4 separate regions of the Mus musculus genome follow, and regions 2, 3 and 4 are each linked to region 1. Evidence: chromatin contacts called from public HiCAR-type and HiChIP or PLAC-seq data. All regions are on one chromosome and are shown on one strand. The core of a region is the stretch at or near the end of the contact, and the rest is flanking DNA. Distances in the headings are between cores, read along the strand shown.

The links. HiCAR-type assays count read pairs that join an accessible place to other places. HiChIP or PLAC-seq counts read pairs in DNA pulled down with a chosen protein or histone mark.
Region 2: a HiCAR-type map of astrocytes shows a contact between it and region 1, with 6 times the contacts expected there. The contact joins the promoter of Prom1 here to the promoter of Bod1l in region 1. A contact is called at or near these places in 1 of 39 promoter capture datasets (embryonic stem cells) and 1 of 115 datasets of contacts at active chromatin or transcription factors (astrocytes).
Region 3: a contact with region 1 is called in an H3K27ac HiChIP or PLAC-seq map of embryonic stem cells, with 5 times the contacts expected there. The contact joins the promoter of Cd38 here to the promoter of Bod1l in region 1. A contact is called at or near these places in 5 of 39 promoter capture datasets (embryonic stem cells, hippocampal neurons, liver and 1 more) and 2 of 115 datasets of contacts at active chromatin or transcription factors (embryonic stem cells and large pre-B cells).
Region 4: an H3K27ac HiChIP or PLAC-seq map of double positive thymocytes shows a contact between it and region 1, with 9 times the contacts expected there. The contact joins the promoter of Tapt1 here to the promoter of Bod1l in region 1. A contact is called at or near these places in 2 of 39 promoter capture datasets (the C10 cell line and liver), 1 of 484 Hi-C or Micro-C datasets (CD8 T cells), 4 of 115 datasets of contacts at active chromatin or transcription factors (double positive thymocytes, large pre-B cells, pro-B cells and 1 more) and 2 of 9 other capture datasets (adipose tissue and liver).

Annotation. Positions count from the first base shown.
Region 1 is chr5:41,842,912-41,845,611 of GRCm38.p6, reverse strand. Bod1l (biorientation of chromosomes in cell division 1-like) reads left to right here and starts at 1,297. Exons shown (of 26, transcript NM_001310601.1): 1 at 1,297-1,680. The coding sequence starts at 1,444.
Region 2 is chr5:44,100,366-44,103,065 of GRCm38.p6, reverse strand. It overlaps Prom1 (prominin 1), which reads left to right and starts at 1,330. Exons shown (of 28, transcript NM_001163577.1): 1 at 1,330-1,418.
Region 3 is chr5:43,867,484-43,870,234 of GRCm38.p6, reverse strand. Cd38 (CD38 antigen) reads right to left here and starts at 1,426. Exons shown (of 8, transcript NM_007646.5): 1 at 1,115-1,426. The coding sequence starts at 1,359.
Region 4 is chr5:44,225,338-44,228,037 of GRCm38.p6, reverse strand. Tapt1 (transmembrane anterior posterior transformation 1) reads left to right here and starts at 1,432. Exons shown (of 14, transcript NM_173764.3): 1 at 1,432-1,624. The coding sequence starts at 1,435.

The sequences.
Region 1 (2,700 bases), core at 48-2,547:
CTGTAGACTGGAGGGGCCTTGAACTCAAGAGATTTGCATGCCTCTGCTTCTGGATTAAAAGCACCACCACTCAGCTTTAAGAACAGATTTTAAAGACAACGCCGTCCCAGGTCAGGCGATTTCCCCCCCGCTGTGCAACTCTGTATGATTTACGTGGTTTCCTGATGTGCAAATTGGAATTAGTAGAATGTCTGAGTGTAACTACTGCTACAATGAAACACCAGGGCCAAAAGCAACTGGGGTGCGGGGTGCGGGCAATTTGGTTTATACTTTCATTATCACTGTTCATTCTCATCAGAGGAAGTCAGGACAGGAACTCAAACAGGGCAGGAACCTGGAGGCAGAAGCCAAGGCAAGGGTCCTGGAGTACTCGAGTAGCTTGCTCCCTCTGGCTTACTCTGCATACTTTCTTACAGAACTCAAGACCACCAGCCTAGGGGTAGCCCCCTCCAATGGACTGGACCCTCCTACATCAATTAATTAGTTAATCCTACATTAATTAAGAAAACATCCCACAGGCTTGCCTAGAGCCAGATCTTAGGGAGGCATTCTTCTTAACTAGGGTGCTCTCCTCATAGATGACTCTAGCTTGTGTCAAGGTGACATAAAACTAGCCCGATCATACAAGGACTCAGTCTTAGGTGTCACCCAAGGACTAAACGCCTTAACGCGTGTACGGGTCATGCCTGAGACACAACTCTATACAGATTTCACTCGCTAGTACCGTCATGTGCAGCAAAACCCTCGTAGCTTACTTAAGAGACAGTAATGGGAGGTTGTAGGTTGGAGCAAGTGAGATAGACACACCAGAAGAATGGGATGGGTGGGTGGAAAAAGAAAGAAAGAAAGAAAGAAAGAAAGAAAGAAAGAAAGAAAGAAAGAAAGAAAGAAAGAAAGAAAGAAAGAAAGAAAGAAAGAAAGAAAGAAAGAAAGAAAGAAAGAAAGAAAGAAAGAAAGAAAGAAAGAAAGAAAGAAAGAAAGAAAGAAAGAAAGAAAGAAAGAAAGTCCACGGCTGCTTCGCACTGCGGCGGGCTTGGGGCAGCCGCAACAGTGAAACTAAACCAACGCTTCACTCCTGCCTCCTCTGAGCTGAAGCTACAGGTGGAGAGCCAGCGGGCGCACGCTCCTACCCGGCTCTCTGTTTCGCTCCCCGGCGGCAGCCGCCACCACAACTTGTTCCCGCCCGTCTCAGCCTCGTGAGGGCGCCCGCGCCTCGAGGCGGCTGGAATTGGCCCGCCGCGGCCCCGGTAGCCAGACTTGAGTTGCTGCTGTCACCGCCTTTTCCTCCTTTCCCTCAGTTCCTTTTCACTTCCGGGGTTGCTCTAGATCCGCTGGTTCCGTAACAACATCCCGTTGGCTTCCCTCAGGCGGCGGGACCTGTGTAGCCGCCTTCCTCGGAGCGCCTGCCCGCCTGGGCTCGCGGGCTCCCCGGTCCGGGACGCCATGGCCACCAACCCGCAGCCGCAGCCACCGCCGCCCGCGCCTCCGCCGCCGCCACCGCAACCACAGCCGCCGCCTCCGCCGCCTGGCCCTGGGGCTGGCCCGGGAGCGAGCGGGCCGGGAAGCGCGGGGGCTGGTGCTGGGGACCCGCAGCTCGTTGCCATGATCGTAAACCACCTCAAGAGCCAGGGGCTCTTCGACCAGTTCCGCAGGGACTGCCTGGCCGATGTGGACACCAAGGTGCGGGGCTAGAGCGGCGGGCGGCGCGGGGAGTGGGGTCCCGTGTGCTCCGAGGGGCGACTTCCCCGAGCCGGACCCTCGGGACTGTCTTGCATACAGGGCTCCTTTTGCAGCTGCTTCGTTTGTTGATTTGTTTGTTTGCTTGTTTGTTTGTTTGTTAGACTTGCGGCGGTGTGCCATGCACTCTGCAAGTCTTGGAATGTTCATTCATTCCCCTGCCCTTGTGTTCCTTTCTCCGGCTAGAAACACTAGCCTGGAATGCCTATTATGTGCCAGGCAATGCTTGGCCTTAGCTAGTATACCACTGTGGTAAGCAAGACCCAAGTCGTTCCTAGGGAGACTGGTTTAGAAGCACTAAGGCAAACGGGACTCGGTTTAGAGTTCATTCTTTTGTTTTTCGAGACAAGGTTTCTCTGTGTAGCCCTGGCTGTCCTGGAACTCTGTAGACCAGGCTGGCCTTGAATTCAAATCCGCCTGCCTCTGCCTCCCAAGTGCTGGGATTAAAGGCGTGTGCCACCACTACCTACTTACTTTTTTCACCTAAATTGGTTTTTTTTTTCTACCAAAAGTTTCTTCGGCTTGTAAATGCAACAAATGTAGCGTTTGCAGATATCGTAAAACGGTAAGGCAACGATTTACAATGTATTTTGCTGGATGTTGAGGGGCGGGTGAACTTGCAAAGGTAGAGAGGCAAAGTTGGGCAGAGAAAAAAAGTGGGTTGGGAGATGGGACTGTCGTTTGATCTTTTGCAATGGCTGCCTGGCTTAGTAGTTTACTAAGATGAGAAGAGGCAGACAGACAGACAGACAGACAGAGAGAAAGAGAGGTATAGCGCATGGAGCCAGCCATTCCGTTGGAAATCTGTGGAGAGGAAATGACAGCAACTTGAAGTGAAAGAAGGAAAGGGGAGGGGGTGTGTGTTAGGTTATATGTTAGGAGACAGAGGACAGAGAGGCAAGGGTCAGCAGAAAGGTTCCCTAACCAAGCAGAAGGGGAGGGCTGCAGGCACCCAGCACCGAC
Region 2 (2,700 bases), core at 81-2,580, 2.3 Mb before region 1:
ACAGCTAGGAGCTCCCAGGAGAGAGAACTCAAGTCTCAAGCTAACACCATCCTCAGTAGCCTGTCTGCCTCTGAGCAGGAAAGCTGTGGAGCCCAGGAGACTGTAAAGGGGAGAACTGGCCATCTTAGACTTCTCTAGTACTCCAACACTGCTTGCTTCAGTTTTCCGTGGTTTCTCAGTGGTCTTTCTGAATGAACTCTTTCTACACCTTCGCCGTGTAGAGGTCAATTTCAATTTCACCTTCCCCTGCCCATCCTCAGTGTATGCTATATTTTGTGGTGAGAAAATTACTAAATTAAAGTTCATTTGTCAGGGCTGGGGAGATTGGTGAGTGGTATAAAGCATCGGTTGTTTTGGCAGAGGCACTCCCTCTTTGCAGAGTTTAATTCCCTGCACCCAGCCCGTATGGCAGCTCACAACCCTTTGTAACTCCAGTGACAGGGAAGCCAACACCTTCTTTTGACCAACTCCACGGTAAAGTGCTACACATACATTCATGCAGGCAAAACATTCATACACGTAAACTATTTTTAAAAGGCCATGTGTCCACATACCTATTCTTCCAACATCTGTGCAGCCATTCTTTCATCTCTCCGTCCATCTACCTAACAACCCGCACACAATTAATACGCATCCTTTGATGGTAAAAATGTCCCAGAGGCGCTATTCTTCCTTGGTCTATTCTCTACCCACTTTTGGTTGAATCCAGGAATGTAATTGATCAAAAGGACCAGCGTTGTGTTTGTCCCTGATAGCACAGGGATACACTACAGCCAATTTTTCTCCCCCTTAGATGATTTTTGTTTGTTTGTTTGTTTTTTAGTTGTTTTAAATAAAATGCACTGAGTACCGGTATCGTGTCTAAAGAGCCAGGAAAGTGTGGAGGTTAGAGATTTTAGGAGCTAGCGGCCTTCCAAGCAGCGATTTAGGATTAGGTGATAGAGAAGGGTGTTCTGGGACTGAGCAGGGATTTCAGCAGGAAATAAATGCTCTGTCCCGTGGGTGTCCCCAGGGCATTGTAGCCTCTCAGAAGGTCCAATCAGTGCGCTCAGACTCAGAGCCCTAGGCTCCTGCTCTTTAAATTACCGAGCCTTGTGGAGACCCCGGCACCTGGCCTTAAGCTCAGCCCTGAGTAAGTACGTTTCTGAAGGAGTCGGTGTTCCTTTAGTTCCATCCCCAAACCTCTGCCAGAGACCCTAGAGGACGCAACAGGTTCCCAGAGTCCTGGAGTCCCGTGGTCCTGACTCAGGCACCCTTAGCCAACCCGGGGCGGAGCAGTGGGACGGGCTCTCACCCAATCACTCTTGTGGTGCCCTGGGGCTGGACCTTAAATAATTCATGAATTAAGTGGAAGGAGCCCAGCTTAGAGGCGAGGGGCTGGAGGGTTCCGAGACCCGGAGGAGAGCTGGACCGGAGAGGTGAGTTGCTCCGAGTGCCGACCCAGCGCGGGGCGCTGAGCTCCCCCTCTTCTAGAACACCCAGGGCAGGGATGAGGAGTGGAGAAGCTCGAGCAACGTCTTCCTCTGCCTCCACAGCAGGTGGCGGGAACCTAGTTTGTCTTCCCGAAGCTGGAGGGGCTGCAGGGTGGTGTGGGTCTCGGCCAGTGGGCGAGCCCAGGGTCTGGAGGACTGGTTATAGAGCGTGCAAACTTTTTCCCGCGGCGGTGGCCGGCTCCTCTCCGCGGCACATTGCTCCGCTCCGGTACTCCTTCCATCCTGTGGAGGGGTGGAGGTCGCTGGGTTCCGGAGACAAGAGCAGGAGGCGGTGAGACTTTCAGGCCACCGGCCCGCTTTCGGGAAGGGCGGCGAGAGGAGGTTCGGTCTGGGTCTTGAGAACTCTTTTGCGGTAAGGAAAACTCCAGGAAAGGCCAAGGTGGGGGGTAGGCTGGGGGAGGGGGACAGGACGTGGGACTCCCGGCCACCAGCCACCATCTGCTACCTATGTGCAGCTCACAGTGCTACTGGCCGCAGCGGGAGGGCGATGCCGGTGCAAGGGCAAACCGCCTCCCTGCGGCCGTTGCCAAGCGCACGCACCCGGGCTGGAAGTCCTGGCTCCAGTCAGCCCTTAGGGTCACACAGCACCGAGAATTTCAGCTTTCCTAGAGATGGAGAGCAGGAGCGCTCAGGGCATACCTTGACAGAATGCGGGGACCAGGGACAACAAAGAGGAATGTGGACTGAGCAGAGCTTCGTGGCTGCTGGAGGATCGGGGCTCGAGCTAAGTTCCCGAGAATGGGTCGGAGAGGTTCCAATCCTCAACCCGGCGTTCAAACAGGACTGGGTGGGGAAATGCCTTGGTGGCGCTCCGGACTACAGGACTCAGGGGCGATCCCCTCCCCCAGGCGACGGCGGATTCCTGGAGGCTCCCAGCTTCGCGCGCCGCCTCGCAGTCGGTTCTTTTGTGTTCCGCAGCCCGGGAAAGGCCCCTGAGAAGGGGGGAAGGTGGGCAGGAGGGCGCCGGGTCTGGCGGCAGCTTGTAGGGAAAGGCAGCGGAGCAAAGGTACCGGCGCTTCCTGCAGCTACTGCTTCCTCCGGGAGCTCGCTCTGTTGCTCTCTTGTTCAGTTGTGGACTTTTCTCATGCCCAGGCGGAGAATGGTTTGCTCGGCTTCTTGTGGGCGGTTGCTGGCCTTTGTTAAGCAAGCGAACGGTTAAAGTCCTTTGTGGACCCCTCCACCCTAACTCACTAGAGACCCAAACAAC
Region 3 (2,751 bases), core at 177-2,676, 2.0 Mb before region 1:
ATCAAAATGGCTGAACAACCAATATCATTTAAACATCTGTAAACAAAATATTTATCAGGACCCTGAGAGTGTTTATACTCCAACATTTTCAAGTAAGACCAGGACCCAAACCACTGAGCATTCGAGCACCCGGGAAGTGTGTGCATCTGAAGACAGAATGTGAAGTTGGGTTTCTGCGTGTGCCTTCCCAGCCTGCTGGGCTTTCTGTTTGACTTCAGAAATCAGTTCTACGTTAAAATGATGCCAGGGAGAAGCAACATAAATCATTCCCTCTGGGGCAGGTAGTGGGTGGAAGGGGTTCTATGGGCTGACTCTATTGACCAATGAAGATGATGTTCCCAAGGGTCTACACAGGATCACCAAGTGGATTTCGCTTACCTGATGAGTAATATTTCAGTTTTGACAGTCTGTCTTGTTTTGTTTTTATTAATGATCAGGTGCAAAAAAAAAAAAAGACCAGGATGCTGTTTGGGCTTGTTTTTTGTTTTCTTTGTGTTGTAATTAATTAAAATTAATTAACTTATTTTGAGTCAGGTCTCTCTTTGTAACCCAAGCTTGTCCTGGAATTTACAATGTTGCTGTGCAGCCCTTGTTAACCTTGAATTCACAAAAATCCTCCTGGCCCCTTCCACCCCCACAGCAAGCTGAGCAAGCCACCTAGTTAAATGTCGCCTGTGACCTTAACTTTCTGGGCAGGGGCGGTGTCTGATGGAAACCACAAGCCAAAAGACAATGTGAAGTTCCTGTGCCTGAGAGTAATCTTTGTCCCAGAAGCATGGCTGTGGCCAAAGATAGCCCTAAGGGTTCCTTCAGAGTTCAGGACCCTCTGTGGGAAGCGAGCATCTTTGCAGAGCTCAGCAAGGATCGGCGCCCCCATCACAGACACTGCCAAAACGGAGGAGGCATTGTGCAGGCGGTGTTCTGGTAACTTGAACAGGAGACCTTCCGCTCAGCACTGCCCTTCGGCTTCCAGCTGATCCACAACACAAGATTCTTTGTTTGGGACAATCTGGAAGATTCCCCCCCGCCGCGAGAGCTCCAGCTGAGTCACAGCCTGCTTCCCCGGTGTCCCGCTGCGCACTGTGCCTAGAGTGAGCCTCAGAAGCCAACTCACCTCATCTCCGGCCGGAGGATCTGAGTGTAGATGAGGCAGCGTCCCAGGAAGATGTCAGAAAAGTGCTTCGTGGTAGGCTCTCCAGTCCACACCAGGAGTGAGCGCGGCCTCAGAAGTATGACCACGATCCCTACTACCAAGGCGATCAGGACCAGGAGACCCACTCCGAGACCGATCTGGGCTTTCCTAGAGAGGCGGCAGCCAGGTCTGTCCCCAGACACCTGGCTAAATTCATAGTTAGCCATTGGGCTCCCGAAGACTGGCCCAGGCTAGGCAGGAAGAGAGCACAGGGCTGACTGGGTCAGAGCCTGCCCCTCCTCCTTTTTTTCACTTGCTTTTATCTGCTTCCTTTCCCACCCCCTACTCCTGCTCCAAAGTTCCACGGAGGTGACTGGACTAATAAGGCTCTTGGGTTGTCAACAGGCACTCCAACTGCTTACTTCCAGACTCCAGAGCAAACTGACCAGAACCTCTCTCTCCAAGAGAAGACAGCACTTTAGCCTCTGCTGGTACACAAACAACAGCTTCAGAATACTCCTGACCAACAACCTTGACACTTGACATGTTTGCTACTTATGCTCAGGTGTGTGTGTATGTGTGTGTGTAAAATTATTCTCCCTCTCCCTCTCCTCCCTCCCTCTCTCTCTCTGTTCACCCAAATGCCTGGCAATGAATGGCCTGCTTACCTCTACTTCTGAGCTTTGATAAAAATCCTGCCCAAGTATCTTTAAAGTCTCAGCTTTACTCTGCCCCTCTTCTCAGGAGGTATCAGTTCAAACCCAGCCCCAGATGGTAAAGTGCTGTTAAGATAAACTTACCTCTCTGAACTAGATAGATGTGAGCAGAGCCTCACATTCATTACATCAAAGCTTGCTTTGATTAGATGGCTTAATACCTCCTAGGTGTTTAGCATAATCCCTAAGACATAACAACCGATTACTCAATAAATGTAAGTTATTGCTGCTTACTCTAGGGGGTTGACAAAGGTAGGATTTTAGAGTTGATAGGATGCTCGCAACCCATCTCATGTGCAGTAATACTTCATCCCACATGGGAACCCCAAATACAAAGGCTCTTCCTGGCTCTCCTTCCCAAGAAGACCCCGCACTCTTCTGCTTAAACAGAGACTTGTCACAGAATGGATCATGACACAGGATTTTCACGGGACACTTTTCAGGCAGAGGGTACTGGATGCAAGAGCTGGGGCAGGAAAGCCCCTTGTTCTGTTTTAAGATGCGGGAAAGCAGCATTGCAGCTATACTACAGGATGACAGAGAATCCTTCCGAAGGCAGCAGGAGAGTAAGTCTCTGCAGCTCCGTATGTCAGGAGGACTTTTTTAGACTGTGCATTTCATTTTTTTTTAAACGTTTGCTGTCATTTTGCTTATTCATTTTGTGTGCCTCTCTCCCTCTCTTTCTTTTTTTTCCTGTGTTTTCTTTTTCTTTTTTAAAAATACATTCTTTAATCTTTTTTTACAGTCCAGACTTCATCTCCCTCCTGGTACATTCCCTCACCTCCTCCTCCCCACCCCCTCTCCAAGAGGATGTCCCCACCCCTATCCCTACCCCCCACCCCACCAGACTTCCTCACTCCCTGGGGCCCCAAGTATCTAGAGGGTTAGGTGCATCTTCTCTGA
Region 4 (2,700 bases), core at 183-2,682, 2.4 Mb before region 1:
TTAGGTTTCTAGCAATATCATTTTAAAACAGGAGTTTTTAAATAGCAACCCTGACAGGGCCCCTCTCCCTTCTTTGACTATTTAAGATTTGGAACACAGATAATAAACTTAGGTTGGAGGAAACCTTACAGTATATAAAACTCTGTGTCTTTTGATTTTCATGATGCTGGAGCTTTGTCAAGGGCACTGTTTTTAAGATCCAGTTTTACCAAATAAAACCAAACTGACTTTAAATAATATTCTCTGCAGTGTTTGGTTTTCCACAATGTAAAGTTTACATTGAATTGGGATTGGGATTTCTTGGACTTTGCAAGTTCCTCTTTAACCCTCCTATCCCTTCATCCCGCCCTACTGTCAAATGGCCTTGCTGCAGTACAGTACAGAAAAGTTGCGGAGTTTGCAATCGGGTATCTAGCTTTCCATCTCTAAGGCTCTCCTGGATGTTCTAGGCCTGCTCCATCGCTTCTCGGCTTAAGTGTAGGGCAGTTTAGAGAGTGAAGAGGTATTTGCTATGCTTCTACTCATTTAAAAAGTTGCCACAATGCAGGTTAATTCCGAAGTGGGCATGAAGGCAATCCAGGGGCCACCGCGTGCGTTACAGGAGCGCACAGCAAGAATGTAGGAATCCCAGGTGAAGGTCTTCCAAGGCTGAGGCGGATTCATTTGCACCCAGCGAGCATCCGTTGGTCTCAGCGCGGCTATCCGTGACTACCAGTGAGGGGGTAAGGGTCACAAGTCTCACGGCAAGCGGTGACAATCTGACAGAACCAGGCCGCCTTGGCTGCCACCCGCAGTCACATAACCCTATTCCCGAAAGGCAACCCAGAATGTCCCCGGCGCTTTAGGCGCATCGAGCACTTTGCCCGTCGGGCCGAGTCCCCCACCTGTTGGCACGCTCCCCCGAGCTAGGCTTTGGACACTGTCCACGGACAGGGAATGTGACAGACGATCATAAATATGCAGGAGAGATGCAGCCAAGACAGCAGAGCCACCGGGTCGGCGCCGGCGGGAGCCACAGAGCTGGAGCCCGGCCCCAGTCGCCGTGCAGCCAAGGCCAGGCGGGTCGCGCCGGCGCACTCCGGCCACCGCACGGGCACAAGGGGCTCCGGCCGCGCGGACAACCACGCCGAGCCCCGCTGCCGCCCACCGTCCCCCACCGCGCGACCCGGCGGCATGGAGCCCGGCGCGGCGCCCCGGTCCGCAGAGCCCGCCGCGCGCCACGGCGACGGCAGGAAGAAGATGGCGGCGGCCGTGGCGGCGGCCACCGCGGCCTCCCACGCGCCGCTGACGCCAATGGCGCGCGCCGGCCGGCGGGCTACGGATGGCGGCTGCCCGGGCGAGGGGCGGGGCGAGGCGGCGAGGGGGCCGGCGGGAGGCGGAGGCCGGGCGGGCGGCTGGAGGGAGGTGGCGGGGACAGTGTGTGGCTCTCGGAACATGGCGGGCGTCTGCGACGCGGCCGCCCCGGGAGAAGGCGGCGGTGGCGGCGCGGACGGCCCCGAGCGGACCGGCCGCGGCGAGGCGGAGCAGCCGGGTGGTGGCGGCCATGGGCCCGCGCCCCAACACACCGAGACGCTGGGCTTCTACGAGAGCGACCGGCGGCGGGAGAAGCGCCGCGGCCGCGCAGGTGAGGCGAGCGAGCGAGCGGGCGGGCGGGCGGCACTAGGCCGCGGCGGGCTACCGAGGGGCCGACCGGGCTGTGGTGGCGGGGACGCCAGCGCCTTCCCTCTGCGCGCGGAGCGGCCGCGGCTCCGGTGGCTCCCATGTCCCCACGGCCGGTGACAGCTACCCCGGCGGCTAGTGCGCGCGGCCCGACGTTCCCGCAGCCATCCCCGAGCCAGGTGCGCCCGGGAGATCGTCGGTCCCCGGTCCCCGAGAGTTCGCGACCGGCCTCAACAGTGACAGGCATCTCCCACATCCGAAGGAGGTCAAAAATGGGAAACGCAGGGCTTTCTAGGCGATGTCAATGCCGAGGTGACTCTTCCCCCTATGGTTTTATGCGAAGTTGAGTCTCGGAAACCTGTTAACTTGCCCGCCGAATCCATTTTTCGTAGACTCAGCTGACAGTGTGGTCGTGACCGTGAAGTTCAGCAGTTTTCTCTCAAACAGAAATGTGCGGCACCCCTTAAAATGTTACATGTGGAGTTTTCCTAAACTAAAACTTAAGCCAGAAGAAACAGTTTGTCACACAAGAAAATACGTACCACTTTTAAGCCCTACTGTCCATAAGCTCTGAAGCATACTGTTAAAATATTACAATCCCCTGTGTTCAAGGATCTTATTAAGAACTTTTAACAGCTTTGGTATTTACACTGAAGCGTTCTATTAAGCCCGGAAGCAAAAGGGAAAGTTTTGGCTTGGCCGTTTCATTGGGTATAATAGTGATTGCATTTTAATTCTTGCATCGTAGATCCAAGATCTTGGACAGCAACTTGATGACATTTCTTCCAACTTATTCTGAGCTAATGCAGTGGAATAAGGTCCTGCAGCTTATATAAATACTCGTTCAAGTTATAAGGTTGACTCCATTCACTATGGGTATTGAAATTATAGGAGTCCTAAAAGTCTGTAAGACTGGTGGATAGATCCTGATAGACTTGCTAATTCTCAGAATTGGACATAGAGTTTTGCATCAGTCTCCATATCTTTGAAAACTCAGGCACCAGCTGTGTGCCTTGTTTGTTTGGTTTTTTTTTTCCCCCT